2 separate regions of the Bos taurus genome follow, and region 2 is linked to region 1. A link is a contact called in public Hi-C data. All regions are on one chromosome and are shown on one strand. The core of a region is the stretch at or near the end of the contact, and the rest is flanking DNA. Distances in the headings are between cores, read along the strand shown.

What was found. A called contact is a pair of places that touch in the nucleus more often than the background predicts.
Region 2: a Hi-C map of liver shows a contact between it and region 1, with 2.7 times the contacts expected there. The contact joins two enhancer-like sites. A contact is called at or near these places in 2 of 11 Hi-C or Micro-C datasets (liver and skeletal muscle).

What each region holds. Positions count from the first base shown.
Region 1 is chr7:90,445,363-90,451,912 of ARS-UCD2.0, reverse strand. The region is part of intron 83 of ADGRV1 (adhesion G protein-coupled receptor V1); the gene reads right to left. Among named protein-coding and RNA genes, the nearest start is that of MIR2464, 57 kb to the right of the region's middle. Within about 2 kb of position 1,977, at least 2 of the 102 cell types and tissues checked have an H3K27ac peak or open chromatin away from gene starts, as enhancers often do. A contact at or near this core is called in liver, where this site is marked.
Region 2 is chr7:90,594,689-90,601,089 of ARS-UCD2.0, reverse strand. ADGRV1 (adhesion G protein-coupled receptor V1) reads right to left here. Exons shown (of 90, transcript XM_010807603.4): 87 at 2,276-2,397. Among named protein-coding and RNA genes, the nearest start is that of MIR2464, 210 kb to the right of the region's middle. Within about 2 kb of position 5,074, at least 7 of the 102 cell types and tissues checked have an H3K27ac peak or open chromatin away from gene starts, as enhancers often do. A contact at or near this core is called in liver, where this site is marked.

The DNA of each region.
Region 1 (6,550 bases), core at 728-3,227:
AATACATGGGGCCAGGTCTCTAACTCTGACACAACAAATCTGAAAATTCATGCTTTTTAAGGTAAACCAGCCAATCCCGATTTGAAATGCATTTTAAATGTTCAGTTATTCTCTTCAATAACAGAAGTTTGAAATTGTCTGAAAATTAAATAGCTGTATTAATTACTATCTCTAAGATGCAGAGTGTGATTTTTTCTCTGACACCCCTAATGACTTTAGTTAAATTTTATGTGCATCCTTATGACCAGGGGCCTGCTTATAGCAGTATGGGACCAGCCACAATGAGACTGACTTTCACATGCCACTAAGAAAATGTTCTCTATGGTCTGGTAATTCTCAACGGTGTTTATGTTTACGTATATATGCTACACACCATCCCTACAGTCTCTGATGATTTTAGGAAACTGAAAACTCTTCTTAACACAAATCACTGATTACTTTTTGTAACACTGCATTCTATTATGGCTTAATAGCCTCAACATTTCACAGCTGAGATAAAATTAGGGATCTATATGATTTTACTTAAGAGAAAAAAATATTGGGGAAAGAATCACTATTTTAAAGGCATTATTAGAACTTTTAATGAACATGTGAAACCAAAGAGACTGCATTTTTCTAAAAAATTAAACACCTCTGGCCACAAAACAATACCTAGAAAAACAGGTACCAACCAAAACGTCTGGAAGTTTTTGTTATTGTTGTTTTAACAACAATAAAAAAGGCCTGCTTTCACTAGCAAAAAAGGACTGTGTGTTAGCATCTTTAGCTTAGAAACAGAAAAAGTGAATACCCCAACAAGGTTTATTGGGTGCTTTGATAAATGAGCTTGGAAAGAGCGCCTCCTAGTGGGCGGACTTGCTCAATGTAGACGTGACAAGGTGGAAAAGTACCTTTCACGCGAAAATGAAATGGGAAATCATACTCCTAACGAAAAAAAATTCACAGCCTTGCAAACTCATTTCCGAGCAAATGACCACTTCCTTGAATTATCTCACCTGTTAAAATGATTACAGACAGATTTATCCACAAGGAAGATAAGCTAAAATAAACGACTAACTTTTCAGGAACTGTCTAACAGTGCTTGAGAAACCCTTTCTAGCAAGTGGAAAATTTCTAACAATTTAGGTGGTGAAGGAAAATAAAACCAAGTGAGTAAAGTAAAAACATAAAGTGAGAGTTCTTTATGGTCCTTGCTATTCTAACTTTGTAGCTCAGCTCCTCTGAACCACTTATTTTCTGATCAATTTCAATTAAGGTGTTAAGATTTCAAGTGCTCAAATCTAGATTAGTGGTAAACTGTCAGTGATTTTTCTCTCGGTCGGTATATAGCAAAGATTTTCAAGTATGTGCCTATTCAGAGATAGTGATTTCATATCTGTCCACCATCAAGGAAACACACCTAATTATAAGTTAATCAAAGAAGAAGAAAGGGCAAGTTACTGAAATATTTCTCTTCAGAAATTGTGTTGTCAATTGCATGCTGCTGAATCTTCTCTACTTTCCATGCTTCAATTTAATCATTATATACAATTTAGCTCTAAAGTACTGATGAGAGCAAAAAGGTATTTATTCTTATAATCCGTGATTGTAAAAGATTTACCAATTTCTAAGTAAAATTATATCACTTTTAAGCAATTAAACATTTCGCCCAGTGATATTTATCAATTTGCTGAACTAAAAATAAAAGATGTCAACTTTTCAGAAGCTCCACTGAGTTCGCTATATTCTTGGATAAATGACTAAGTTTTTCAATAACTGATTCCTTTCCTATCACCTCTCTACTCTTAAATCTCCACTGTTTCCCAATCAATGGTAAATTACAAGCTTCTTTGACACCTGGATCTTGATCACAAGCTCTTGCTTACCAGTTCAGTTTCATCTTCCACTTTGCCCCAGTTTTACTTTATACTCACTCCAGTCATCTTAAACTGAACTTTGATCTCTTTCTCCATCAACGCATGACAAATTCTATCAGAACTGCCTGTGTTTACCAAGGCTACTTGCTCTACTTGGACACACTGCAGCCAGTATCTCCTCTTCCCTTCCTCCTTCAACTGACCTATCAAAAGTCTACTGAGCTAATCTCTTTGCATGATCAGTTGGGATATCATCTGTTTGAAGTCACCTTGGGATGAATGAAGTGGTTGCTTCTCTGAGCTCTCATGGCACCTGTTCAGAAGTCATATTTTAGCACGGACACTCTGTAGTAAATCAACCTGTTTTGCTTTCCCCTTTTTAAAGTCAGGTACTGTTTATCCCTGGCCCTGTGCACCATACACTGTCCATAGTGGATGCTGTGCAAGTGTTAATTGAGTTGGGTAATCTATATTATATAGGGTCTCACACGATGAGAAATGTGTCTTTCAAATCTAGGTAAAATTATTATAATTAAACTTGAAACCACAGTATTTCCTCTTTTCCATTAAATGGAATGGTTCATAAAAGTGCAAGATCAAGCTGATTAGGATAATAAAATTATCACACGAGCAAAGGATAATTATATTGCCCACTCAGAAATTTGGACTCATGGAAATCTGAAAAAAATTCTCTAATATTTAAAAAATTAAAAGTTTAGCCAATATTGACATTTGGATACTTTCTATTTGGGTAAAAAACTTAATACACATGCAAAAAACAATATTGCACTTACATAAATTCACACATTAAATGCAAAGTTATAAAAATCCTTGGACTGATGTTGAAGCTGAAACTGCAATACTTTGCCCACATGACGCGAAGAGCTGACTCACTGGAAAAGACCCTGATGCTGGGAAAGATTGAGGGCAGGAGGAGAAGGGGATGACAGAGGGTGAGATGGCTGGATGGCATCACTGACTCGATGGATGTGAGTCTGGGCGAACTCCGGGAGTTGGTGATGGACAGGGAGGCCTGGTGTGCTGCGGTTCATGGGGTTGCAAAGAGTCGGGCACAACTGAGCGACCGAACTGAAATGAACTGAAGGGACTGGATGCTATGATCTTCGTTGTTTTGAAAGTTGAGTTTTAAACCAGCTTATTGATATTTAAGCCAGGTTATTGATATTTCTCCTGGCAATCTTTATTCCATCTTGTACTTCATCCAGCCCTGCATTTTGCATGATATGGAGAAGGGCATGGCAACCCACTCCCGTATTCTTGTCTGGAGAGTCCCATGGACAGAGGAGCCTGGCAGGCTATGGGGTTGCAAAGAGTCAGACACGACAGTGATTTATCATGCACGCAAGCACGCACTATGCATAGAAATTAAATAAACTGCATGACAATACGCAGCCTTGACGTACTCCTTTCCCAATTTGGAACCTGTCTGTTGTTCCATATCCGGTTCTAATTGTTGCTTCTTGACCTGATACAGATTTCTCAGGAGGCAGGTAAGGTGGTCTGGTATTCACATCTTGAAGAATTTTCCACAGTTTCTTTGTGATCTACAGAGTCAAAGGCTTTGGCATAGTCAGTAAAGCAGAAGTAGATGTTTTTCTCGAATCCTCTTGCTTTTTCTATGATCCATTGGATGTTCACAATTTGATCTGGTTCCTCTGCCTTTCCTAAATCCAGCTTGAACATCTAGAAGTTCATAGTTCATGTACTGTTGAAGCCTGGCTTGGAGAATTTTGAGGATTACTTTGTGAGTATGTGAGATGAGTGCAATTGTGCGGAAGTTTGAACATTCTTTGGCACAGACCTTCTTTGGTATTGAAATGAAAACTGATCTTTTCCAGTCCTGTGGCCTCTCCTGAGCTTTCCAAATTTGCTGGCATATTGAGTGCAGCACTTTCACAGCATCATCTTTTAGGATCTGAAATAGCTCAAATGGAATTCCATCACCTCCACTAGCTTTGTTGGTAGTGATGCTTCTTAAGGCCCACTTAACTTCGCATTCCAGGATGTCTGGCTCTAGGTGAGTGATCACACCACCATGGATATCTGGGTCATGAAGATCTTTTTTGTATAGTTCTGTGTATTCTTGCCATCTCTTCTTGATATCTTCTGCTTCTGTTAGGTCCATACCATTTCTGCCTTTTACTGAGCCCATCTTTGCATGAAATATTCCATTGTTATCTCGAATTTTCTTGAAGAGATCTCTAGTCTTGCCCATTCTATTGTTTTCCTCTTTTACTTTGCATTGATCCCTGAGGAAGGTTTTCTTATCTCTTCTTGCTATTCTTCAAAAGTCTGCATTCAAATGGGTATTATCTTTCCTTTTCTCCTTTGCCTTTCACTTCTCTTCTTTTCTCAGCTATTTGTAAGGCCTCATCAGTAATGCCTATTTGCATTTCTTTTTTCTTGGGGATTGTCTTGATCACTGACTCCTGTACAATGCATGAACCTCCGTCCATATTTCTTCAGGCACTCTGTCTATCAGATCTAATCCCTAGAATCTAATTATCACTTCCACTGTGTAGTCATAAGGGATTTGATTTAGGTCATACCTGAATGGTCTAGTGGGTTCCCCTACTTCAATTTAAGTCTGAATTTGGCGATAAGGAGAATATGGATGAACAACTGAGCTAAAATACAAACCTTCCTTAAGAATGACTTTTAATGTTTTTGTAGCCCATAGTCATCACTCTACTTTCCTTCACAATGTACAGAAAAAAAAAATACTCATATATCTATATATTAGTCAACAACTTAAATATACTCAGAGCAGTATAATCTATACTGGACCAACTCATGACCAAAAGCTATTTAGAGATGTGCCTGGTCATAAATAGCAAAACAAAAAGACAAATACTAGCAGTACCTTCGGAGAAGGCAATGGCACCCCACTCCAGTACTTTTACCTGGAAAATCCCATGGACAGAGGAGCCTGGTAGGCTGCAGTCCATGAGGTCGCTAGAGTCGGACACGACGGAATGACTTCACTTTCACTTTTCACTTTCATGCATTGGAGAAGGAAATGGCAACCCACTCCAGTGTTCTTGCCTGGAGAATCCCAGGGACGAGGAGCCTGGTGGGCTGCCGTCTATGGGGTCGCACAGAGTCGGACGAAGCGACTCAGCAACAGCAGTAGCAGCAGCAGTACCTTTTAACTTCCAGGTCGTGTGTGTATATATGCAATGTGTGTGTGTGTGTGTGTGTGTGTGTCTGTGTGTGTCTGTGTGTGTATTCCAGAATATATTTAATTTTAGATAATGCTTCCCTTACTCTTTAATTTTAGGTAATGATTTCTAAAGACACTATATCTCCGGAGAAGACAAGATGAAATGTAAACCTGGTCATTCGGTATAAATGTCCTGAGAGCCACTATGTAACAGATGCTCTGTAGAAGTTTTTGAGGACTCCGCATTGAACAAGATACAGTTCCTGTCAATGCATCAAGAACCCGATACACACACACACACACGTCACTGTTTAGGAGCTTTCCTGGTGACTCAGTGGTAAACAATCCTCCAGCAAATTAGAAGATGCAAGTTCAATCCCTGAAAGAGGAAATGGCAACCCAGTCCAGTAGTCTTGCCTGGGAAATCCCATGGATAGAGGAACCTGGTAGGCTATAGTCCATGGAGTCGCAAAAGAGTTGGACACGACTTAGCGACTAAACAACAACAACAAATATATATATATAATTTCTAAAGCCTGCACACCAGCAGATCTCATGGTTGCTAGTTACAAACACAGATGCTGATTCAGTAGGTCTGGCTGGACCCAGCATTCCACATTTCTCGGATGTCTCCAGTGGATGCCAGGGCCACTGGTCTGCAGACCACGTTCTGAGCAGTGAAGGTTTAAATTCTTGGCAACATAGGTAAAGCACTAATTAACTGTACTTCAAAGGAAGATTATCTAGGAAAGCCACTGATAGGAGGTGACAACTATACAGGATAAAGGGAGAAAGAGCTCTAGTTGCAGAAAACTTCAAAATTAAAAACATACAGTGACGAAAATGCATAATATAGTTAAATGATAATGATCTAGCAAAGGTGTTCCAAGTATAGAATATGTGAAAAGGGTGCCAGGAGACAAGGTCACAGAAGTAACCTGAGGCTGGGTGGGCCTGTTCTATACATCTGTCATGCATCATGGAATTTATTCACTAAGCAGTACAGAGATTCCAGGGGGATATGGGACCTTTTTTTGTTAATTTTTTTTATTGAAAATATCTGACATATAACATTATGTAAATTTAAGGTATACAACATGTTATTTTGGTACACTTATATACTGTAATACTATTCCTTTTGTAGTGATAATTAGCACCTATATTATTACATAATTTCTTTTTAGTGGCTGGGATAATTAAATTTTAGTCTCTTAGCAAGTTTGACGATTATAGCATATTATTGTTGTCTATATTCATTATACTATGCATTACACACCAATACTTTAGAAAGTTAATTTTGACATTAGTACGGGGAATGGACTGGAAGAGATAAACATAATCAGGGAAACAGTTATCTGAAATATTTTAAGCTAGAGATGCTGAAACTATTGGGGCTTCCCTGATAGCTCAGTTGGTAAAGAAACCGCCTGCAATGCAGGAGACCCTGGTTCAATTCCTGGGTCGGGAAGATCCTCTGCAGAAGGGATAGGCTACCCACTCCAGTATTCTT
Region 2 (6,401 bases), core at 3,825-6,324, 150 kb before region 1:
TTCTCAGGCTCACTCCCGAACAGTATAGGCTGGAATATGACAACAGCTTTCCTGCCTGGAGCGCTCTGCTTTTCAACACCCTCCTAAACATTTCCAGCTATCCTTCTAAAGAGTAGGTATGAGCATGTCATTCCTATCCCAAATTTTTAAAAATGCCCCAAATTTAAAAAACAAAAAACTCAACTTTGACAGTTTCCCTTTACCTAAAGGCTGAAGTTTATCATCCCATTCTGAGCATGGAAACATGGCAATTAAGACAACCCAGCCTTCTGTCTCCTCTCCCACCACAACTTTTCTAGCTGCATAAACTTTCTTCCTTCCCTACATGTAGGCAAGACTAACCACGTTTCCATTCTGCAGCCTAGTCTAATACTGTACTCTCTGCCTGAAATACCCAACTATGTCTCCTTGTCACTTATGGGACTTCCCTATAGCTCAGATGGTAAAGAATCCGCCTGCAATGCAGAAGACCCAGGTTCAATCCCTGGGTTGGGAACATCCCCTGGAGAAGAAATGGCAACCCACTCCAGTATTCTTGCCTGGAGAATCCCATGGACAGAGGGGCCTCACGGGCTACAGTCCAAGGGGTTGCATAGAGTCGGACATGATTAAGCGCCTGACACACAAAGGTGACACTAACTAGAGTGGGTAAAATGAATGAGATATCTCGAGTATAACATCCAAAGAGGGCAACGTCTACTCAGGACTTGAAAATTGCTGCCATACAAAGACTGCCATTAAAGAAAAGCCAGACATTCAGGTTTTGATGTGAAATTTTAAAATTGAGAAAACATTAAAAAAAATTTTTTTTAAACCCTGTCCTGTGTACCACTGTGTGTTCACCAAACAAAACACATCTGTAGGCTGTCAGTGTAGACTTTGGTATTAGTTCTGTTAGGCCCAGGGATTCAAAGGTGACCAAGACAGGGCCTCTGACCTGAGTGGCTAATCTCTGGGGCTCAGCTCAAACACTAGCCCGGGCAGGAGCAAACAAGTCCTCCACTCTGCTCTCATAACACTGTGTTTACATGGCACCTGCCACAGTATACCCTTACAGCTGATTGTTTGCTTACTCCCTGAATCATCAGACCCTAGAGGAGCAGGGCTGTCATCTTCGTCCTCGTAATGGCAGCACTGGCATCACTGTGCCAGTACTGGGTACTCGATTATAACTCTATTGAGAGATGTCTGTATGTCAACTTGTATCAACCTGATTCCAAATGTTTAAGCTACTTTGTATTTTTCCCCTCCCTAAATTGATATTCTGATCTGATTAGGCACCGCCTTGTTAAATATGATCTCATTAATGAACCTGTCTCAGAAAAAGCAAACTTAAATATGGTTTGAGTCATACTTCAGTTGTGTGTTATAATCCTAATATTTTCTCTACAGAGGTTTTTTTATAAGATGGTGATCCAAACAAGGGCTGTTTAGAGAAATCCTTGATAAATTCAAGAGACTGCTTGAGTCTACAAGCAAATCTTTTTACTTTGGAAAATAAGAAAAAAAAATGAGTTCATTTGTTCCATTTGCTAATTTCAGGGTGCAACTTTTTTTCCATTTAACAAAAGCACAAAAAAGTCAGTTTTAATTTTTGTTAGTTATATAATTCCTAGTTATGCTATCCAAACATGTTCACAAAGCTAACTTAAGCTAGGCATTGCCAGACTTGGAGGATGTCAATCATTTTCAGTGAACCAAAACACCAAGTATCAGACTTAATAGGGAACTGCTTGACCATCATTGTTATTTCACTCTCAGCTGATCTAATTTTTAGACACAAACCCAGTCCAAATATATGCATGTGCCCTAGATAGCTGCCATCTGTAAAGTTTATAAACATCAATCCCGCTGAAAAAGAAACATGTTTTTGTAGTTACTTAGGTGTTGTCAAAATGAAGGAGGGTAAAAAGATTTTATGTCTTTCTATTTGTATAACCAGCAAGTTAGACGGAGAAGGCAATGGCAACCCACTCCAGTGTTCTTTCCTGGAGAATCCCAGGGACGGGGGAGCCTGGTGGGCTGCTGTCTATGGGGTCGCACAGAGTCAGATACAACTGAAGCGACTTAGCAGCAGCAGCCAGTTAGAAGCCCGGCCATATTTAAGGTGTTAAAAAAGTTTAACACAATCTTTACCACTTTGATCTAACACTCTGCATGATGTTTTGTGCATATGAATTCACTTCTGTGTGGATGCTTGATTCCTGGATGTTGAAACTCCACGCCTTGTGTTCACTAGGACACGTGTGTGCTGTAACCCAACCGTGAGGCTTACCTGCAGGCTGTTGAAAATGACGAACAGAACCAACATCCAGAAGAGTCTGTAAGCCATGTGCAGGCCTCCCCAAAGCCATGTCATCGAAATCAGGGCAAAGAGATACAAAACCAGTGGAATTTCTAGACACCATAAAAGAAAAAGAATTTTTGAACTTGAGAATACTCCATAATCATACATATACACAAAATTATTTTTAGCTCCTTCTTGGAGATACCCCCTGTGCCCAAGTACCTGTTTTGCAAGAACAACCTTGGAAATCCCATTCTTAGGGATTCCAGAGAAGAGGAGGGAACATTGCTGAGTCTACATTCCTTCTGCTCTCTCTCTGCCCTCCAAGGCTGGAGAAGGATGAGACCTGTTCCTCTCCTAGACTACCACCTGCTGGCCTGTTCAGGAAGCGCCGGAGACGCACTCACATTTCGATCCCAGGAAAGGCCCGGTATATAAACCTGCTCACAAGCGCTCTCCGTCAGAAAATGGCAGGCAGCAGCGTGCTTCCAAAATTACAGCAGCCTACCTAGTCTAACGTTTTGAAACATTAATGAACTTGTTTGTATGTAATGGAAACATATGTATTCATCTCTTTTTTTCTGACTGAGTGGACACCAAGCTTTATAGCTGTGGTTCAGAGCAAAGATGAAGTGACTGATTCACTACTGTCAAGAGTAAGTTTATTCTACCATTATTTTATCATGAAATTTGTTTTGACAGTTCCCCGAACAGATTTCTTACGAGCCAAAGGACTTCATTACCCTTTCTACTTTATCTCTGATATTTGGGATTTAGAATAATAATCTTAAAAGGGGAGATAATAATATGTAAATGGCAAGCCATATAAGATATGGAAAGTGAATCAGATCTTCTTCTTCTTTAGTCATTAAGTCACGTCCAACTGCTCTGTGACCCCATGGACTACAGCCCACCAGGCTCCTCTGTCCATGGGATTTTCTAGGCAAGAATGCTGGAGTGGGTTGCTACTTCCTTCTCCAGGGGATCTTCCCGACCCAGGAATCGAAACTACACCTCCTGCTTGGCAGGCAGATTCTTTACCACTGATCTTACCTGGGAAGTCTGTCTTGTAGAGCATCCTTAAATTTGAATTTGATATTTTCTCATGATTTAGATTATAAACTTAGCCAGAAATCACAGAAGTGATGCTGGGTTCTTTTTACAGCATTCCATTGGTTTCCACAATAATTCAATTTGTCCCGTTATTTAGGCTGTTCGTTTTGGCCACTTGATTAAGGTAGTGCCAGCACGAGTCCTCCACTATAGAGTTAGTCCTTTTTCCTTTGTAATTAGTACGTATCTTGTATGGCATCACTTAGGAACTAGGTACATATTCTTTCACTTATCAAACATTTGATTTATTCATTTATTTTTATCATATAGATTCATAGATTCTCAATGTAATGGGTTATGGTATACTTTGTTGCTTAATTGCTAAGTCATGTCCGACTTTTGAGACTCCTTGGATTGTAGCCCTTATACTACTACCTGTTTATTTTGATGTTCAAATTGTCCTAAGTCTGATTCATGGGAGCCCCTTCAAGATGGTTTCTGTGACTTCTGTCAGGTCATCGTTCTGGGAGCATTTCCTTGCTTCTGACCCAACAAGGCATTTCAAGTTCATCTCATACTTCCCCTGCCACAGTCCTGGTTCCTTTTAGTAGAAGGGTGTTTAGAAACCAAGGTCCGGGGCTGCATATAGTCTTTGGTGTTGGATTGCTGCTGTTCCTAAGTCCTCTCAGAGCTAGAGCATACATGTCTGTGCGTGTGCATGCACGCGCGTGTACACACACACACATCCCTATATCTATATCTATCTCTGTATAATGAAAAACATCCTTTTATACCAATACTTTCAATTCCAATCCAGTGCCACAAGGTTAACTGTAATTTTCTCTTTCTCTGTATTTTAATTTCCTTCTCTGTTGGTAAGCAATGTACTTCTCTTTATTCCTAAAATATTTACCTATTTGATCAGCTCGAGTTGATTGCAACCAATCTCCCACTGCTGTCATCCGTCCCTGGCACAGATGGCCCCCCCAAACCCACTCAGGGTCTCATGAGCCTTGTGAGTACACCCCACTGTTCACATGGATGCCCCCTCACGATGATGGGGCTGGGACCCTCCACCCTGGGCACCTTCCAGTGGGTACATACCTTGCTCTGTACAGACTAATGGCATTAGGACAGAATAGTTCCAGAAGAGAGAAGAAAAAGCAGGGAAGAAGGAACATGAGCATTTCTTTTTTTTTTTTTTTTTTGAGGAGACCATGATGACATCTTGTGAGATATTCTTTTCACGGAAAAAATGTCAATTGTCTATTACCACTACACAGAGCAAATAATAATATAATGCAACATAATTTACAGATGAATAGTCCTTTTGTCATTAATGCCTTACCATAGGACAGGAGTGAATATATTAAGGTTTATTTAGCCTTTTTTTAAAAAAATTTATTTTTGCTTAATGAAGTCATACAATTTGATAAAGCCCAGAAGACTCATTTGTGCTTCTGACAAGATACCCTAATATTTAGGAAACTGCCTAAGCTGTCCTTATTAAAGTTTTCAAAGGTTAGGTATTAGTCTGGCAATTGCCTGCTTTGCTCTCACTGTGCAACTACAAGATTCTATTTCTGGCTCGGTGCGCAGTACAAAAGGACGTGCATATTTTGCATGAACAGCGACAAACCAAATTGTCAAAATCTGGCCTGCATGTTTGTGTGAGCGCCGAGAGCCAGACGAGCGCTGTGTGCTGATAAAGCTCATTGCACAAGCCAAAAGAGCATACCAGGGCTGGCGAGAAACACCCAGAGCTCATGTTTTTCTGGAACTCTGCAGAAAAGTGTGGTAGCTTGGCACTCCAGATCAGAAACCGCACGGAAAGAAAGCCAGTCGTAAATAACTCAGCATACTGAACAGAAGACCCTTGCCTGCTTTTCTGGCAGTGCAACAATGACTCAGACCTGATTTCAGATGGAAGAAACATATCCAGAGGGAAATCTGGATTCTGTGGGCCTGAAGGTTATAAAACTCTGAAAAGTTTCTTTAAGAAATAAAAATTTCCAAAGCATAGTTAGATAGAAGATCTTGGAAGGGGCCAATGAAAGTTGAGGCCCTAAAATGTATGCTTCATCGGCTTTATGGTTAACCTAAAGGAGGTACCTTTCACCTTTCTGGGGTCAAGAGGAGTGTGTTGTGTTAGTTGCTCAGCTGTGTCTGACTCTTTGTGATCCCATGGACCACAGCCCACCAGGCTCCTCTGTCCATGGGATTCTCCACGCAAGAATACTGGAGTGGATTGCCATTTCCTTCTCCAGGGGTCTTCCTGACCCGGGAATTGAACCTGTGTCTCCTGCATTAGTAAGAGGGTTCTTTACCACACGCGCCACCTGGGAAGCCCATGGGGTCAGGAGTAACAGTGATCAAAAGAAGGGGTGTGAGAGTGGGAGACGGTAATGAAAGTGGGGGGACACGCTTCTTTCTGTTCAAAAGCTCCTATGAAATCCACTGGGCAAACTGAAAATGAATGCTCTTTTAATGAACAGCGTTTAGTTACATATTTCCTAAGCTGATACTTCACATTTGGTGAAAGGCTAGTAACTTTTCTGTTGGCTGTGTAAGCCGTGCTTACTGATGTAGCCATTTATAAGAGGCAATGTTAACAAGTTACATTTAGGAGTGAATTCCTTAACAGAAAACAGAATCATTCCAATGTTCTCAATAAAAGGAAACCCTTAAAACACAGTTCGGGGCCCATGGAATAATGGTATCTGGATTAAGACTGTTTAGACTCCCCTGGTGATCCAGAGGCTAAGACTCCACGCTTCCAATGCAGGGGGCGAGGTTCGATCCCTGGTCAGGGATCTAGCTTCCATATGCTGCAACTAAGAGATCATGCCACAACTGAAGATCCTGCGTGCTGCAATTAAAGATCCTACAAGCTGCAGCGAAGACAGAAGATCCCCCATGGCACAACCGAGACCTGGCACAGCCAATAATAAACAAAGAAACAAACGTTTTTCTGTAAAAAGACAGTGCTACCCAGAATATATAAACACCCTTACAACTCAACAGAAACCAAAAAACCCAATTCCAAAATGGGCAATGGATT